4 separate regions of the Mus musculus genome follow, and regions 2, 3 and 4 are each linked to region 1. A link is a contact called in public ChIA-PET, HiChIP or PLAC-seq and promoter capture Hi-C data. All regions are on one chromosome and are shown on one strand. The core of a region is the stretch at or near the end of the contact, and the rest is flanking DNA. Distances in the headings are between cores, read along the strand shown.

The links. ChIA-PET counts read pairs in DNA pulled down with a chosen protein or histone mark. HiChIP or PLAC-seq counts read pairs in DNA pulled down with a chosen protein or histone mark. Capture Hi-C pulls out chosen DNA fragments and counts their contacts.
Region 2: a contact with region 1 is called in a promoter capture Hi-C map of liver. The contact joins the promoter of Tex22 here to the promoter of Gpr132 in region 1. A contact is called at or near these places in 4 of 39 promoter capture datasets (cranial neural crest, hippocampal neurons, maxillary cranial neural crest and 1 more), 1 of 484 Hi-C or Micro-C datasets (muscle stem cells), 9 of 115 datasets of contacts at active chromatin or transcription factors (CD8 T cells, bone marrow-derived dendritic cells, bone marrow-derived macrophages and 5 more) and 2 of 9 other capture datasets (adipose tissue and liver).
Region 3: a contact with region 1 is called in an H3K27ac HiChIP or PLAC-seq map of double positive thymocytes, with 9 read pairs. The contact joins the enhancer-like site here to the promoter of Gpr132 in region 1. A contact is called at or near these places in 4 of 39 promoter capture datasets (the 3T3-L1 cell line, hippocampal neurons and neural stem cells), 1 of 15 datasets of contacts at CTCF or cohesin (CD8 T cells), 3 of 484 Hi-C or Micro-C datasets (cerebellar granule neurons, olfactory sensory neurons and trophoblast stem cells), 4 of 115 datasets of contacts at active chromatin or transcription factors (CD8 T cells, double positive thymocytes and effector CD8 T cells) and 2 of 9 other capture datasets (adipose tissue and liver).
Region 4: an RNA polymerase II ChIA-PET map of memory CD8 T cells shows a contact between it and region 1, with 260 read pairs. The contact joins the enhancer-like site here to the promoter of Gpr132 in region 1. A contact is called at or near these places in 2 of 39 promoter capture datasets (pre-B cells and stem cell-derived epiblast-like cells), 1 of 15 datasets of contacts at CTCF or cohesin (CD8 T cells), 8 of 115 datasets of contacts at active chromatin or transcription factors (the HL-1 cell line, the SCID.adh cell line, bone marrow-derived macrophages and 5 more) and 1 of 9 other capture datasets (adipose tissue).

What each region holds. Positions count from the first base shown.
Region 1 is chr12:112,859,525-112,862,218 of GRCm38.p6, reverse strand. It overlaps Gpr132 (G protein-coupled receptor 132), which reads left to right and starts at 1,303. Exons shown (of 3, transcript NM_019925.4): 1 at 1,303-1,349. It overlaps Gm30461 (a long non-coding RNA gene), which reads right to left and starts at 2,075. Exons shown (of 3, transcript XR_381993.3): 1 at 1,568-2,075; 2 at 1-1,100.
Region 2 is chr12:113,073,107-113,075,800 of GRCm38.p6, reverse strand. Tex22 (testis expressed gene 22) reads right to left here and starts at 1,299. Exons shown (of 3, transcript NM_001361919.1): 1 at 942-1,299; 2 at 365-557. The coding sequence starts at 520. Pacs2 (phosphofurin acidic cluster sorting protein 2) reads right to left here. Exons shown (of 24, transcript NM_001081170.1): 24 at 1,400-2,694.
Region 3 is chr12:113,049,583-113,052,276 of GRCm38.p6, reverse strand. It overlaps Pacs2 (phosphofurin acidic cluster sorting protein 2), which reads right to left. Exons shown (of 24, transcript NM_001081170.1): 5 at 2,308-2,470; 6 at 1,687-1,760; 7 at 1,316-1,396; 8 at 1-46. Among named protein-coding and RNA genes, the nearest start is that of Tex22, 24 kb to the left of the region's middle. Within about 2 kb of position 1,391, at least 61 of the 459 cell types and tissues checked have an H3K27ac peak or open chromatin away from gene starts, as enhancers often do. A contact at or near this core is called in CD8 T cells, double positive thymocytes and effector CD8 T cells, where this site is marked.
Region 4 is chr12:112,692,322-112,695,015 of GRCm38.p6, reverse strand. Gm30298 (a long non-coding RNA gene) reads right to left here. Exons shown (of 7, transcript XR_003950268.1): 1 at 1,172-2,694. Among named protein-coding and RNA genes, the nearest start is that of Gm30298, 4.0 kb to the right of the region's middle. Within about 2 kb of position 1,390, at least 409 of the 459 cell types and tissues checked have an H3K27ac peak or open chromatin away from gene starts, as enhancers often do. A contact at or near this core is called in CD8 T cells, the HL-1 cell line, the SCID.adh cell line and 7 more, where this site is marked.

The sequences.
Region 1 (2,694 bases), core at 54-2,553:
CTTTCAGAAAGTTAAGATGGACTATCTTCAGGCCCGCATGCCAGCTGTCTGCCCCACACCCCTGAGGGCCAGCTTTCTAGGGACTGTACTGCCACCCACACAAATATGTAAATGTCTGTTAGGGGTTGGGTGAGAAAGAAAGGCCTCCAGCCTCACAGCCTTGAAGCCTGGCATGACTCTCAGAGAGCATGTCTGTCTTTGGACTTAGGCAGGGAGCTGCTATCTGGGTCATGACCTTTCAAACTGCTCTGTAAAGCTGGGCTTCGTCGGCTAGCGCTTCTGAAAGTGTTAGCTGAACACAGGCTACCAAGGCCAGCTTTGCCTTCAGTTTTGAGGACTCTGGGAGCTGTCAGGGATGGGGCCAACACCCCCAAGCCTAGAGCCAGCCTTTGGGCTGAGTGTGGTTAAGTTAGTGGTGGGTACCAGCAGTGGCCACCTGCCTTTTTCCAGAGAAAACAGGTTACATTTGGGTGTAAGATGTATGAGCCCAGGGCCACTAGAAGCTGCTGTGCCCATCATCCTGAGCAGCCCTCAGCGGTGGGGCTGCCACAGTAATGCCAAGTACTTACTGTATGTGGCACAGTACTTACTGTATGTGGCACAGTACTTACTGTACTGTGGCACAGTACTTACTGTACTGTGGCACAGTACTTACTGTATGTGGCACAGTACTTACTGTATGTGGCACAGTACTTACTGTATGTGGCACAGTACTTACTGTATGTGGCACAGTACTTACTGTATGTGGCACAGTACTTACTGTATGTGGCACAGTACTTACTGTATGTGGCTCTCACAAGCAAAACCACTTGTAGAGTTCCTGGGTAAAGGCTTTGTTCCGAAATGAAGGATGGTTTCTCAGACAGAGCTGGGGTGGAGGTGTGCCCCCGAGGGCTCTGCCTCCAGGAAGAGATCGGCCGGGATGGTTGGGTTCATGGTAGAGCGCTTGCAGAGTACCAGGTGGGTGTTCCAGCACCAGGCCTGGATGTAAAGAGCTGGTGATGTGACCTGTCCTGCCTGACTCGGGATCAGGTGGGGGCCAGTCCTCCCGGAGCTGCCCAGAAGAGCCGTTTGAGCCTCCATCTTTCAGTTCTCGGTACCTGAGAAGAGCCATCATCCGAGCAAGGTCAGACAGGTCTGGAGCTGTTTTTCTGTCATCCCAACCCATTGTCATCACAGTGATGTAAGCCTGACGCTAGCCTGCGTTGTGGTTAGGGGAGTTCCTTGGAGTGAGCGTGCTCAGATACCCCCTCCCACTACTTCCTGAAACCTCCCAGCTGGGCCTGCAGAGGGGTGCTCAGCCCTGCCTCAGGACGGGCCTGCCCTGTGCTGCCTCAGGACTGGCTTGGGTAAGTCAGTGGATCCTAGATCTGGGGAGTGGGTCTGGGGGGGCCATGCTCTCCATAGTGGTTCTGAAAGAAATGTGATTTTGATGGCATAACAGTGTGGCTTGGCCCCAAGTGTTTAGCCAAGGCTTGTCCCCAAGAAGGGACTCAGGGGCACCATGCCCACCTATGTAAGGGCACAGGGACAATAGCATATATCAGACTGCTCTTCCCCAACCTACCTGGATGCTTCTGGAAGATCTTTACCCCAACTGTAGATACAGACGCTAGTAGAAGGACTGGACTTCCTCTGACAGGGAGCTGAGGACCACAGAGGCATCCTGGTCAGTATGGTTGGTGGGACTAGGGGTTCCTCTTCCTAGGAGTTACCTAGGGTTAGAGGCAGGCTCTGAGGAGGGATGAACAGTGGGGCTCCACTGGGATAGGCTGTGTGGTCGTGAGGCTAGATCCTGGGGCTGGCCACTAACCGACTCTGAGGCAGGCATTTGGAGTGCCTGTCAGAGGAGATCTTGTAACTTCTACTAGATTTGTGAGGACAGACTCATGGACTGCTCAGCATGGCCACCGAGGACTGTGAGCAGCTGTTATGGTCTTACCAATGAGGGCACGTGGCACAATGTCTTAGGGGGCTAACCACGCAGAGGGGTGAGAACGGAGACACCCCGAGGGAAGGTGGGAAGGAAGAGTAGCTGGTGCAAGCACTCAGCTTAGAGATCAGTCAAACTGAAATGTGCGTTATTGAGAAGTGTGGTGTGGGGGATGGGCCCCCAGATATACAGGATGTATAGTTGACACTAGTAATTTAACGGTTCCTGCCAAATGGCGTTCTGAATTTGAGTCAGTGTTCTGAGTTTGAGGACAGAAATGAGGAGGAAGTTTTGTTGTTGTTGTTATTTTTTGCCTTTCACCTCTCTCTCCTCTCCTCTCTCTCTCCTCTGCCCTCTCTCTCCTCTCTCTCCTCTCTTCTCTCTCTCCTCTCTCTTCTCTCTCCTCTCTCTCCTCTCTCCTCTGCCCTCTCTCTCCTCTCTTTCCTCTCTCCTCTCTCTTTCTCCTCTCTCTCCTCTCTTCTCTCTCCTCTCTCTCTCCTCTCCTCTTTCTCTCTCTCTTTCTGTATGTATGTGTGCATGTGTGTGTGTTTCCATGTGTATGGGCACACATGTGTACACACACACACACACACACACACACACACACACACACACACACACACACACACACGTGAATGTGGAGTCCAGAGATTGATGTTCCAAACCATCCCCAGTTGCTCTTCCATCTTCTTCCTTGAGGCAGGGTCTTTCATTCAAGCCTAGAGTCTACAGATGTGGCTACTCTTGCTAGCTGGCTTGCT
Region 2 (2,694 bases), core at 50-2,549, 210 kb before region 1:
CATCTTTACCATCTAGAATGCCCTGCCTTATGAAAGCGGAAGGGGCTACTGGTCAGCCCTGCAGGACAGTTGTCACCTTTGGAGGGACCTCAAAGCAGGGGTCAGGGACACTGCACGAGCTGATGTGGGTATGTGTGGCACACTCCTTCTGACCTTAGGCGACCTCTCTCTGCCTGGTGTCCACCAGAGGAAGTCTACCTCCGAGCCTAGCCTGAGTAGTTGGAGAAGCAAGCCCTAAAAACTAAATGTTTCCTCCAGTCCCATTCAGTCCTTTCCTCTTGTCCCAGAGGCCCATTCTCGGTGTCCCTTTCCAACCAGTCCACCTAAAAGCCTGGGTTCTCGGAAGACTCTCCTAACTGCTTACCCAGTCTTGGGTCTGCAAGTCGTCCTGAGGCTTGCTCTTGGTGTCTGGCTGGCTGGAGGCCACGGCAAGCCCCTGTGGGGGTGACTGTTGTCTTTGCTCTTGAGCAAGCTGCCACTGTAGCGTCTTCCTCTGGGGGCGCTGTTGCCTGCTGTCCATCTCTAAGTACAGCAGGTTGCAGTTCCCTCGACTAGGGCTGTGGGGCAAGGTGCAGGAAGGGAACTGAGCAGGGTTCCTGCTGCCACGGCAGATCCCTAAAGCAGATGATGGCAGGCCCTGCTGGGGCCGCCTTCTACCTAGTGACTACTCTTGCCGAGTAGCGGGGTCCCTTGTGACTTTCTCTCCCAGGTCTTGTGGCCATTATCCTCCGCACCAGCATCCCCCCAGGGACAGCAGTAGCCTAGAAATAGATGCTAGCCTAGCCTTCTCTGCTCTCACCGAACCACCTGGTCTGCTTTTCCTCGCAGGGGGCGCTCCTTCTGCGGTCCTGACAAGCTCTTCAGTCCTAGGATCCCACCCTCAATAGGCCTCCTCCTGTCTTGGACAACCCTACCACACAAGGCCCAGGCTCAGCGCCAACCTGAGCTCTCATTTCCCACCCTCTCCGTGGGTATGAACTGTGGAAGTCAGTTAAGGGCAGCAGTGAAGGTATGTGGGAGTTGGGTCACCCGCTCCCACGCGGATGCAGAGCTCGCCCAGAGGGCTCTGGGAAGGGCTCTGTAGGCTCCGGGACAGATGAGGGGGGCTTAATGAGCTCCGGTTGACAATGGATCAGCCGGTGAGCCCAGGCTCAGAAGGGTCTGCACAGGGAGTGGAGGGTCGTGTGGCCTGTGAACGCTCATGTGGGTCCAGGTAAACAGAGCTGGCTGGTGAGGCTGACTTAGGACCTTCAGCACCAGCCTGAGAAAGCTGGATCCAAGGACAGAGCTCTAGGGAAGAGGGACGGAGCTTCCGTCCTACAGACCCCGCCCTCCGCGGCCGCTTCCGCCCCCTCCACGCGTGCGCCCCAGCGTTCAAGCCGCATGGCCCCAACACATTCAGAGAAATCACAGCAGTGGGCGGCCTGAGCGCCGTCAGTTTATTAGTGTCGCTTCAGCACCTTGAAATCGTCCACATGGTCGCATGGGACAGATCAGTATCTGCTCCCAAAAAAAGCTATTTACATGAATCCTGCTTTTTATTAAAAAAACAAAAACAAAACTAGCAACATACACACTCTAGAAATCAGTCACAGCGCGCTGGGCAGTCTGCAGAAGCGAACGGAGTCATCCTCACGCAAGGCTGTCAGCTTCTGCTGGCCCCCTTCCAGGACAGAGCAGTCTCTGAAGGGCACAGGGATTTAGGGAGCAAGTACCCTGGCCCTGGGGAGAAGTGCCAGGACGTTTTTATGCGGAATTCATTTGAGATGGAGGCTAGAGGAAGAAGTGAGGCTTGCAGGATAAGGCTAGGGCAAGCCATTGCTTCAGGGCTGAGCCTCCCGCCTCCCCACGCCTCCCCACCCCCACCTCCCAGCACTGGTACCTTTACAGTGATACTGAGCTGCGTACTCAGAGGGTGGTGGCAGGAACCAACTTGAAGGTAGAGGCAGGGCCCCCAACTGACAGCAATGAGCAATGGCAACTGGTGTTGCTTGACAGGGACCTCTAAGACTGGCAGGCTCTGAGGGTGATGCCTCAGAGCTTCGGATGCAAACACACTCTGCGGTTCGTACCACTGCACTGCCTGTCAGGGGGGCTTTGGTGTCATCCTTCAAAGGGACAAAGTGCTTCTCCATGACTTCTCATTACAGCTCCATGAGGTAGGCAAGGAAAATGGACCATCTCTCTAACCACTGGGGGAGTGAGGCACAGGGAGGAAGGACTGCTGTCTAGGTCTGCACCTAGCACTGCCATGGTGGGGGTTGGGGGGAAGGTGTATGGTGCTCAGGTGCTAGGCTTTCCTGACTCCACCCTGGGCCAGCTGTGGGACAAAGACGCTGCCTACACCTTCCTCTTGTGTGTGTAAAGTCAGACCCCTGGAACCAGTCAAGGAAGGAGCACGTATGTACAGGGGAAGGTTCTGGAAAAGGGCTGCCCTCAGGCAAGAGCTTGAACCCCTGTGGCCTCAAGGCTAGAAATCTAGGTCAAATGTTTCATATGAAGGTTGACTTTTGGGAAAAAACACAAGGGGCAGGTAAACTAGGCTCTTAGGCTCCAAGGATTACAGTGGCCTGACTCAGCACAAGATCTTTTCAGAGAATACCTCACCAGGAGTTCCACTAAGAAGCCCTGGACCCAGGGACCTGGGGACCTATTATCCAGGACAAATAGACCCTGTTCAGCAAGTCAATAAGG
Region 3 (2,694 bases), core at 142-2,641, 190 kb before region 1:
TGAACCTGCGCAGTAGCGCCACCACCTTCTGCTTGAAGTTCTGTTGCTGTAAGACAAGAAGCACAGGAAGCTCATGTAAGGAATGATGATGGGAGGGGCTACATTCCTGGGACAAAGCAAGGAACTGCACTCTGGTCTCTCAGTAATGAGGGACAGGAGGAGACACAGCTCACACACTATGAAAGCATAAACTGGACGCAGCTTTTACATGCAGCCATGTGCACATTTTTAGTGTTGGAAAGCACAGCCTGAGTCCAGACTCAGAAACGCCTGGGGAGCTGACAGTCCACAGCCACTAAGGGCGATTGAGGAAGGGCACAGGGTGGCTCTGCAGCCGCAGAAGCTTCAGCAGCCCCATCCAGGCTCTCTAGCGCCTGCCACAGCTCCACCTCCCAGGGAAGGTCCTGGCCTCATCCTCAGGAGGAAACTGCCACCCTGTGGGAGGCACTCAGGATAGCTCATGGTGGATGAGACCAGGGATCCTGTAAGCTCTGAGCTTAGTCAAGCTGCTCGCACTGTTGGCTGCAGTGCCTCTGCTCCAGCCACTGTCCTCTCAGTATGGCTACCCTTACAGAACTGACCCTAACAGGGAGGACTCTTCCTGCACAACCCCTCAGGCTGGCCCATGAACTCCAGATGTGCTGCCTGTGGTCAGGGGAGACCCAGTTTATATTCAGCTTCTGTACTGTGGCCACTGTCTGTCCACAACCTCCTCATACCTGCCAAAGGCTGACAGTGCTGTCCCTGGTCAGTATCGACAAGGGGCTACCCATGCCAGTCAGTCCTGAAGCCCAGTGCCGGGCTCTAAGGGCTGCAGGTCCATTGGTGGTCACCGGGCAGGATGAGAATGGGCTAAAGTCTACCCCGCATTTCCTCCCATGGGAAAGGCCTAACAGCTGAGTCTCTGTGCTGCAGAGCAGGCTCCACACAGGGTGAGTCTGAGTCCCACACTGACAGGACAACAACACCCAGTGGCCTCTATCTGTAGGCTTGTGGGCTTGAGGCAGCTATCCCAGCCTTATTCCAGATCCCAGGGCTCCATGACCATATAAAGCTGGAGTGGGGGCAGGAGAGAGTGGCAGCCAGAAGACATCCTTGTCTGGCTTATGTCCATTTTGAATAATAACAACTAGGTGCTAGTTAGACAGGATTCTGGACTCTGGGCAAGTGGGAATTCTGAGGCTCTTTCAGGCCATATATGAGGTCCTCAGGAAAGGCTGTCTGTCCTCTTTCCCACAGCCTTCCAGTGAGCCTCCCAGCCTCTGCCCACCCTCCTCACCCTTTCCCAGTGTTAGTAAAACGAGTTTCCACCGACCCTGGTCATGGACGTCGTTCTTACTATCGAGCGCCGCTGCTTCTTGGGTTTTCCCACATCAAAGTCGTCCTCGTCAAGATCCTGTACAGACAGAGGCAGAGAGCCTGAGGCCACCGCGCCCACACAGCAGCCCGCCCCACAGTGCAAGGGAGGCCATCACTGGGCAGTCAGCTACTATTAGTCCCAAACCCTGCAGAGTTGCCTACTAACATGTTGTAGGCCCAGGGAAGAAACAAACAGGTGTGGCACATATAGTCCCCTTCTCATCCTGTGTGGGCTCACTCAGGGAAGGCCCTCAGTCCCCAGCCCTGATCTACAGAGGTGGAAGAGGGAGGTGCCAGGTACCTCCCCATCTCAGGCTCAAACTTTACCTGCCCTTGTACAGCATCGTCACTGGCTTCTTGTTCAGAGGAAAAGCTCTCATACTCCTCCTCAGAGTAGTTATCTGTGGAATGAGCACACAGAAGGGAGAGTACCTCTAGATTCTACCCAACGCCATGGCGATGAGGTGGCAACAGAACCATGGGTGTCCCCTGGGAGCAGAGGGGAGACAGACCCGTGTAGACCAGGGAACATGGAGGCACAGCATTGGTGTCTCAAGGAACACGCCTGCTGACATGTTGGTGGAGTAAGGAACACGTCTGCTGACATGTGCCTGCTGGCATGTTGGTGGAGTAAGAGAGCAGGGGAAACAGAGCGACCCCCACTGTGATGGCAGCAGCAATGACAGGGGCCAAGCACCTTCTCCACACCAGAAACTGGGTGTTCACAACATCGAAGGCCACAGGATAGATCCATGGCACCTACATATCGAGGGTTCAGAGAACTTATAAATGAACTTCAACAGTGCACACGACTCCCTCAAAGCTTCTAGCTAGAGAAAAGCCAAAAGACTCTACCTTCTCCGACCACACTGGGACGGCCTCCCACACATGTGGCAGGAAGTGGCAAGAGCAGAGCGGGGTAGCAGAGGAAGGAAGGCAGTGACTCACCTGTGGACTTGGTCTTGGGGCCAGCCTGCATGGCACTATCCTCATGGTCGATGGGCTGGCTGGACAGGGAGACGATCCAGATCTCGGCCACCTTGACAGAGGCCTCTTTGATGCTGCTGCAGAGGCTCAGAACTTGGCCGCCCTCAGAGGGGTGCTGCATCACCTATGGAACATGGTTCTAGGTATCAGGAGGGCTTCCACCCCAGAGAGCTCCAATATTCAGGAGCAGGGCGCACCTAGTAGAAGGCTGGCAGGAAACCAGAGAAACCCCTGGGCAAAGCAGATTGGCTGAGCAGGGAGGTCAGCGCTGGGATTGGAATTTCTGACTGCAGATAGACGGAGGAGTGATCTATAGACCAGTCAGTTCTGGCACCCCTGCTGCCCCGT
Region 4 (2,694 bases), core at 141-2,640, 170 kb after region 1:
TTGGGAACCCAATTAACACAATACAAGCAATTAACCAAATCCACAAAACGTATCTATTCACTCCAGACAGGACACCAACAGACCTCAGAAACCATTCCACCCACATCCAGGTTGGTAAGCCAATTCATTTTAGAGGAGTTACTTATAGGAACATGGGTAAATTAAAGGCAGCTGAATAATCAAGACAGCCCAGCAAAGCATGGGTGACCACTCCAACACCTTCATCCCAGGAGCTTCCTGCCCAACCTGCACACGACTCCATCAAGAGTCCTCTTTCCCCAGAAATTACTCATAGTTTACATAACCAGGAGGAGGAGGCCTTTTGAGTCTTACAATTTTATGAGTCTTGTATGTTTCATTAGCTTAGGAGTCTCCTTCCTCCCTGTGTGTGTGTGTGTGTGTGTGTGTGTGTGTGTGTGTGTGTGTGTGTGTGTGGTGGGGTGTTTCAGTTTGGAGAAAATAGCTACACACCATGCTGGTGCAGCTGGACTGTTGAGGTCCCATCAGATACACCAGCCTCAAACCAATGCACTGATTCAAAACGCTATGTGAAACCCGTTATACACCTACTCACTCACACACCTACGTGTGCCTCCATGCACCCACAGCTCGTCAGTACACCTATCCACCCACCCACCTACACGCTGAACCTTTATTCATATCCTATAGTTAACCGACTGAAGGCAAATGTGCGGGCGACATGGTTAAATTTACTGTTTGGAAAGAACTGGAGAAAGAAGAGGCATAGGGACTCTGGATGCAGCTGTGGGTATAGAGCTGAAGGAACTGATTGCAGAGATGTGAGGGAGGTGTTGACTGTCAGACATGGTATCTGGGGATGTGATGCTTTTCAGGATCTCTCAGTCCACGACTAGCTGTCACGGAGCTCAAAAGCCGCATAGCTTTTCTCCTAGACCTCATGTGATTTTGCCTCTGGGGATAGGGTCAGAATTCTTTTCCACAGCAATCTTTTTACTGTGGAGAAGCCACATGCTTCTGAACTTCCTGTCAGCTGTCTGCAACATCATGGTGAGGACCTGGTAAGTCTACAGCAGCTCCTCTGTCTTAGGTTCTGCTGTCACAATGGTGGTCTCAGCATCCCATCGACAGGGAAGCAACCATTAATTCTATGGATCGCCTTCCTCCCTCCCTCATTTCCACAGCTACGCACAATGAGGTGTCAGGCCCTCCTAACAGCTCTGCAGACACAAAGCTGAACACATCCCACGAGGACCCCGCCCTCGCGGACGCTCCAAGGCACGAGTGACTAAAGGAGGCACGGGTCGAGCAGGAACCAGCTTCTCCAAGGCTCGCGCTTCCACCCGGCGTTCCTGGCGGCCACACTGCCCGGAGGCCGCGTGACGCCAGAACGCGGGGCGTGAGGAGTGCGCCTGCGCGAAGGGGCTGCGCGTGCGCAGCGAGTGTGCAGAAGGCCGGGAGTGTTCAGGGTCGTGAGGTGGAACTCTACCGCTGTCGCCACGGTGTCCTGGCGAGTGCTGCGCCGGCTCTGTCCGGCGGAAGTTGCCGGTCGGTGCGAACGAGCGTCCTTTGGTCACAACTGGCTCTGGTGTCAGCCGAGGCTGCTCCCTTGATCCATCCAGGAGAGACAAGGACCCACGTCTGAGTGCCGAAGGGCAGAGGCATAGGGCTGCGCTTCGCGGGTGATTGTTCCCCTATAAGGGCCCTGCCTCCCCTGGCTCCCGGGCCCCAGACTCCTAAAGCTCCTCTGGTCCCAAGCTCCCTAGATCCCCAAGTCCTAACTACTTTTCTAGACCCCAGTTTCTCAGACCCTAAAACTCTAAGATCGCTGGCTGCCTAGAATCTTAAGTCTTCAGAGTATCTGGCCTCCAGCTTCCCAGACTCTCAGTCCTTAAGGTCCCCCAAACCCCCAGCTTCTCAATATCCCAAGCCATAAGGACTCAGGCCTGCAGCTTCCAAGCCTTAAGACAGTCGAGAGGACAGTTCCTTCGAGAGAATAAGACAGTGCAAAGGTGAAGGCTCCCTGCCCCCCTTGGATCTTTGAGAGGTCCATTTCGGAGTACCCCTAGAGGAAGGGTAGAACTTGTCGCAAGGGAAGAATGGGTGTCCCTAAGAAGAGTCAGAGCAGGCCCCCAGAGAGCCAGGTCTGAGGCCCAGGGATGCCTATGAGAGAGGAGACTGAATAGAGTGAAGTACCAGGAGTAGCTGCTGGTTGGTGGGAAGAAACCAAGGAGCCTGAGAAGAGTACAGGGAGTGAGGGAGGTTCTGCTTCACTGGGTGACAGGGTGCTGGTTCTGGAGTGGGTCTGCTGGAGCTTGGGAGAAGCCATCTTGAAGTGGAGCAGAGCCCAGAGTAGCTTTACTCCATGTTCCAGACACGGATACCTGAGGCCACCTGGAGAATGGGTTGGAAGCAGCCAAGAGAACCCAAAGCAAAACGGAATGAGTACAGCCAGCCCTGCTTGTGGTGAGCGTGGGGCAGGGAATCTGTTACAGCCACTCATCCACTCATCATGTCCAGCCTGGCCACAGGAGGGTGCAGAACCAGGAGAGGACCCAACACTGCCACAGAGATTTGCACACAAGGGTTGTTAGATGATGTGTGCATTCTAACACGTGACATTGCTCATCCCAATGGTCATAGCTAGGGCTGTACCTTGACCACCTACCATCTCACACCAAAGGATTAGAGTACCTAGGAAGCCCTTTAAAAACC